Linked DNA regions of Mus musculus: region 1 is linked to region 2. A link is a contact called in public HiChIP or PLAC-seq data. All regions are on one chromosome and are shown on one strand. Each heading gives the region's core, a stretch centred on a gene start, on an enhancer-like site or on the middle of the called end of the contact. The rest is flanking DNA. Distances are from core to core; before and after follow the strand shown.

The links. HiChIP or PLAC-seq counts read pairs in DNA pulled down with a chosen protein or histone mark.
Region 1: an H3K4me3 HiChIP or PLAC-seq map of stem cell-derived neural progenitor cells shows a contact between it and region 2, with 8 times the contacts expected there. The contact joins the promoter of Slc31a2 here to the promoter of Snx30 in region 2. A contact is called at or near these places in 1 of 484 Hi-C or Micro-C datasets (B cells) and 5 of 115 datasets of contacts at active chromatin or transcription factors (astrocytes, bone marrow-derived dendritic cells, embryonic forebrain and 2 more).

What each region holds. Positions count from the first base shown.
Region 1 is chr4:62,285,043-62,287,742 of GRCm38.p6, reverse strand. It overlaps Slc31a2 (solute carrier family 31, member 2), which reads right to left and starts at 1,314. Exons shown (of 4, transcript NM_025286.3): 1 at 1,169-1,314. The coding sequence starts at 1,174.
Region 2 is chr4:59,804,340-59,807,039 of GRCm38.p6, reverse strand. Snx30 (sorting nexin family member 30) reads right to left here and starts at 1,390. Exons shown (of 9, transcript NM_172468.2): 1 at 815-1,390. The coding sequence starts at 970.

The DNA of each region.
Region 1 (2,700 bases), core at 65-2,564, 2.5 Mb before region 2:
AACAGGAGGCAGCTGTCAGGACAGACTGCAGGGTGTCCTCACTCATAAGGAATGATTCATTCCACTTCCTACCGAGTTCAAAACTCCTGTTCCCCCTGCCCTTCCTCACTTCTGTATTTTGGCTAAAGAAAAGGATTTGAAATCAGCACACCCAGACTTAGGAAAAGGGACCGCAGCTTTCAGTTGGCAGGTTCTGCGGTGAGGTATGCAAGGGCAGAACCCTATCGAGTTCCCACTGGAGATAAATCTGCCTCTATGGCAGTTTATCGAGGCTTTATGCAGGGCGGCACCTCACAGAGGAGGGACCGTAGCCAAGAAAAGAACCATTCTCAAGACTTGATTTTTTTTTTGTTTTTTGTTTTCCTTTTATTTGTGGTTAAATTTAAAGAAAAGTGCCTTCGTTTTTAACCAGACACCAGAAAAGGATGGAGGCCTGTGTGGTGCTGCTGACTGCCTGGAGACCTTTGTTAAGGGTTTCCCATCCATTTCCTGTACTAATGGATCTGCAGGAGGTGGGACGCCTCTCCACCAAACAGCCTGGCTAGACTTCCTGTCGTACATTCAGACACCTTTGTGACATGAAGAAACAGAGGATTTCCTCAGAGAGCAGAGTCTTGCAAGCTGTCATTCTCTGTCTAAGAGGAACCTCACCAGGAAAACACGTCTGTTGAAAGCCCTACTTTCGGATTCATAGGAAAGATTGGGAGGTGGGGGAGTAACTGGGTCCATGTTAAAGAAACAGTTCCAGGAACCTGCCCAGGACAGGCCGAGCCGGGGGTGGGGGTGGGGGTGGGGGTGGGCGGGGGGAGTGTACTCAGGGGCTGAACCCTGCGGGACCACCCTTGGAGGAAACCTTTCCGGAATGCCCTAAATCTGGTTAGAGCCCGGGAAGGGACCGCGGACAGCTGTCCTTGCTCTCCAACCCACCTGCAGCGTCCCAGCTGGGGCTGGCCTGGCTGTAGTGACTGACTCCTACCTAACAGAGAGGGACAAACTTCCAGAGCCACAGCTAGCTTTTCCTGCCGCGCTCCCCAGCCCTACTCCTGCTGTGACAGCGGCGATGACACATTCCCCCCCACCCCACCCCGGGGTCGAGAGCTGCGAGGATCTCCAGGGTACCGCCCAGCCCGTCCACCTTCGTCCCCTCCGCTGCACAGCGCAGACTCACCGGCATGGTGAGCACACTAGACGGCCGCCCGGGTCGCGTCTGTCCGCTCGCTGCTCGGGACTCAGCCCGGGACTCTACTCAGGACTCTACTTGGGACTCGACTAGGATTGCGGCTGCTACCGCGCCCTGGCCACGCGAGTCACGTGGCCCGGTGAGGTGGCGCGCGGGCGCCTGGGAGTTGTGGTCCTCACTCGCGCGCCACCTCACGGCCCAGGCCACGCCAACCGCGGGGGACCCACGCGCACAACCCCTGAGTTGTGCGACATCTCCGAAATCCCCAGCGGCCCAGGCAACCTGTAATTGACCTTGCCTTGGCAATTAGCATGAAAATGTTTATTACTTTTTGATCAGATATCTCGTTAAGCTTAACACATGTTGAGTGCAAAATTAAAAGGTTCATCCCAGGAACACAAAAACAACAAATTAGGAGTGCATTAAATCAACTACGCCCTAGACGCTCCCTGTCGCCACTTTATCTTCTACAATCTGATGAGCACACAGCAGTGCACAGTTGTAATTTTCTTTCTGTGTACATTCTCACAATGATTACGTTTCTATATTGCACAAGGTTTTCATCTTCCTTGTAGGTAATTTAAAAAATCTTAGTTTATTTGGGCTACATTAACAAACTATAATAGACTGCGGGCTTATAAACCATGGACATTTGTTTCTCACAGTCCCGAAGTCCAAGGTCGGGGCTCAGATTCCATTACACCCCAGGGCTGCTTTCGGCTTACGGACTGCTTTTTTCTCATTCTCCCTCACACGCACTAGGCTGTATTTGTTTTCTTACTAGGTTGATAAACTTTTTCTCTCGTTAGTATTTCCATTGCTTTTTTTTTTTTTTTTTTTTTTTTTTTTTTTTTTTTTGGTGTGTGTGTGTGTGTATTGTCTTTTCATCTCACTGATTTAATTTTATCAGGAATATATATCAAACTTTTAACATTAATTCTTTCCCTAACATCAAGAATCTTTCATATACGTTCTTAAACACACTTGGCAATCCTTTGCCAACCAATCTGCCCATATGTTCCCCTCAAAGAACTCTGACCAAGGGTTAGCTGAGACACTGAGACTGGAGTCGGACATCTCAGCTCAAATCCTGAGTTCTGGAGTATTAGCCATGAGGCCTCAGATAAACAGCTTTATACATCTAAGGCTCAGCTTCCTGATCAGATTTAAAAATAAATATATACTAGAGTCTATGTCACATAGGTGTTGAAAGACTTAGATGAAAACACAGGTTGAATTCTCAGCATTAAACCTGGCAGTGGAGCCTTGTGTGATAAATGGAAGCCATTGTCATGATTAACAGCAAATATTTCCACCCTGTGAGAGAGCCACCTGCAAAAGGTTAAGCTCAGGGTCACACAGAGTTTGGCCAAAGCTAAGGGGAGTTGTACAGCCTCAGAGAAAACATATCTGCAGGACTCACAGGAGGGTAAAAATCTATCTAACCTCAGTGGCTAATGGGCTAGGCCTTTTGAAGCCTCTGGAACCCAAAAGCAATGGAGGGAGTTGGAAATTTGGGG
Region 2 (2,700 bases), core at 141-2,640:
AATGGAGATGGGGGCGGGGAGGGGGGAGATGCAGTCTCTTCCTCCTCCCCACGGGACTTTGCTGTCTCTCAAAGCAGCAGGAGAGTATAGCAAAACGACCAAGAGCCTCCCTCTGCACAAAGAAGGTCAAAGGGCGAGCTTGCTTTCCGTCAACCACAAAACCAGCCACTGCCAAACCTAATCAATGTGGTTCGCTATAAGAGGTGAATGAAGCCCTAGACAGAAAACCAGAGACTCTCCTCTAGCCGCCGCTGAGGTCGGAGTCAGGTGACTCCTGGGGCAAACAGCAAACCTAAACAAAGATCACTCCCCACATGACCGACTGGGGAGAAGATGAGCAAGGCTGCTCAGACCCACCCCGGAAAACCATTAGCCATTAACTCTTGCTTTTTTTTTTTGCAGTCCGGGGAAACTGGAGGCGCCAACAAGTTATTCCTATTCTGCAGCTCCTCTTCAAGGAATGCACCTAGAGGGGTGAGGGACCTCATTCTCGGGACACAGAGGCGAAGTACCGCAGCACACGCCCCGGGTCCCCACATGCTTGCTGCAACCCGAACCCCTCCCCACCAGCTGTCACCCGCGCTCGGGGCCACTCTCAGCCAGGGAAAACACATGCCCTCTGGCCGCTTAGCCTGCAGCTGCGACCCCGCGGGGGCAGTGAGAGGACAGGCTTTGGCCAAGGGCTGTTGGGGCCAAAGCACGCCTAACCTCCGGGAAAGGGGCGCCAGGATGAGCGCGGCCCAGTGTCAGGGGTGGTCCTGGATCCATCCTCCTCCCGCTCCGCCCCAGGAGTCCCCAGCCCCAAGCGCCCCACCTTGTCACCGAAGCTGCGGGCCATCAGTAGGTCCGGGCTGGGCGTGCTGTCGCCTCCCACGGCCTCCTCGCTGCTGGAGCCGGCTAGCGGGTGCGGCATGTCGCGCAAGGACTGGGGCCCCGTGGACGGCAGGGCCTTGGGGGGCCCGCCCGCCATGGCGCGCAGCGCTCGGGACCCGGGCCGCCGCTTACTCCCGCAGCTCTCCGCCCCACTCGGCCCGAGGCCCTGCACTAGCTGGTGGTGGCAGCCTCCGCCCGATGCTTCTCCTGCCCGCGAGGCTGAGCTTTCCCGAGCGTTACACCACAGCTCCGTGGGCTAAGCCGCGCCAAACCCCAGCACCTCCGACCCTGCGCCCTGCTAGCAGCGCCACGCCGCCCACGGCTCTCAGCCCCGCCCCCGCGGAGCCTCTGCCCGCCGGGAGGGAGGGCGGGACGCAGGGTGGGGCGGAGCTTGAAGGAGGAGGCGGCCCGCCCCGCCCACCTCCCGGCAGGAAGTGCGCCCACTGGCAGCTTCGCTGGGGGCTCAGAAAGCATCAGTGTGAGTTAGGATCTTCCAGCCACACTGCACACGCAGAAAGAAATAAAAATGTGGAGCGTGTCTTAGTATCGTAAAGGGTTACGTGGCTCAGAGGAACTAGAGAACATCCAGTAGAAAAACTAGAAGGACATTTAAAGAGGCAGTGTGGTATGTCTTCAACTCCACACTGAAGTCCCCATACCGACTGGCTTCTGCAGCTAAGCGGGGTTTATGTAAGGCGAAACCTCAGAAGCATGAGCATCCGTAAATAGCGTGTGCTACAAATGATTTACGGTCCTGACGTGCACACTTAGCCAACCAGGTCTGCAAGAACCGTGAGGTCCTAGTTGTTTTTCACGCATTGATGGTTCCTATACTGGCCTCGGGCCGAACTGAATTCTCCAGAGCTTTTATTCGCTGCCATGGTGGAGATAGACTGGGCTTTACTTCCAGCTCTTTAAAGTATATCATTGTCCCCTTTTCCACTTACCTGTCACTGGCGCTTCAGTCTCGAAGGTCAAGTTAGAGGGTCATCTGCCCATCTAGCAAACACGTAAATACTGTGTGGGGCTCACTGTGAAGAAAGACATTTTTTCCAGTCCTTGAACTTCTTAGGTTTGTCCAGTTTTCCTGTTAAAAAATGGTGACAGGTTTTAACATTGGGATTCACAAAGGTCTCTCTCTATCTGTCACACTTTCTCTAAAAACAAAACATGTAGAATGCAGAATTGAAACCAACCCAAAATAACTACCAGAGTCTCATTTAACTTCAGTGGCCCCCTTCTGACGTAGTCCAAAGAGTTGAGCCCTTAGTACAGTATCCATTGTCTTTTATCTCCTCCAGAGCAGTCTGCCTTGGTTGGGAAAATAATATTGAAAGGGCACTAAACAGCAATTTTAAATGCTGTATCTGCCTCATGGGAGTGCTAGGGTCTGATCTCCTGAGTTGGGCAAAATTGTCACTTCATTTATATCTAGGAGCTGCCTAAAACTATTGCATACCCTATTATCTTCATTAAAGTAAACAATACAAATATAACTAGAAACGACTGATCTATAGATATCTGGCAGATCTTCTTCTTGAATATTGTTATTTATTTAAACAATTAGGCCACCTCAACATAATGGTGCTCTTAAGATTTCACAGAAGTAGGGCTGAAGAGATGGCTCAGTGGTTAAGAGTATTGACTACTCTTATAGAGGTTCTGAGTTCAATTCCCAGCAACCACATGGTGGCTCACAACCATCTGTGATGGGATCTGATGCCCTCTTCTGATGTGTCTGAAGACAGCGACAGTGTACAGTGTACTCATATAAATAAAATTTTTAAAACAACACTGCTTTTATACAGAACCTAGATTTGACAATGA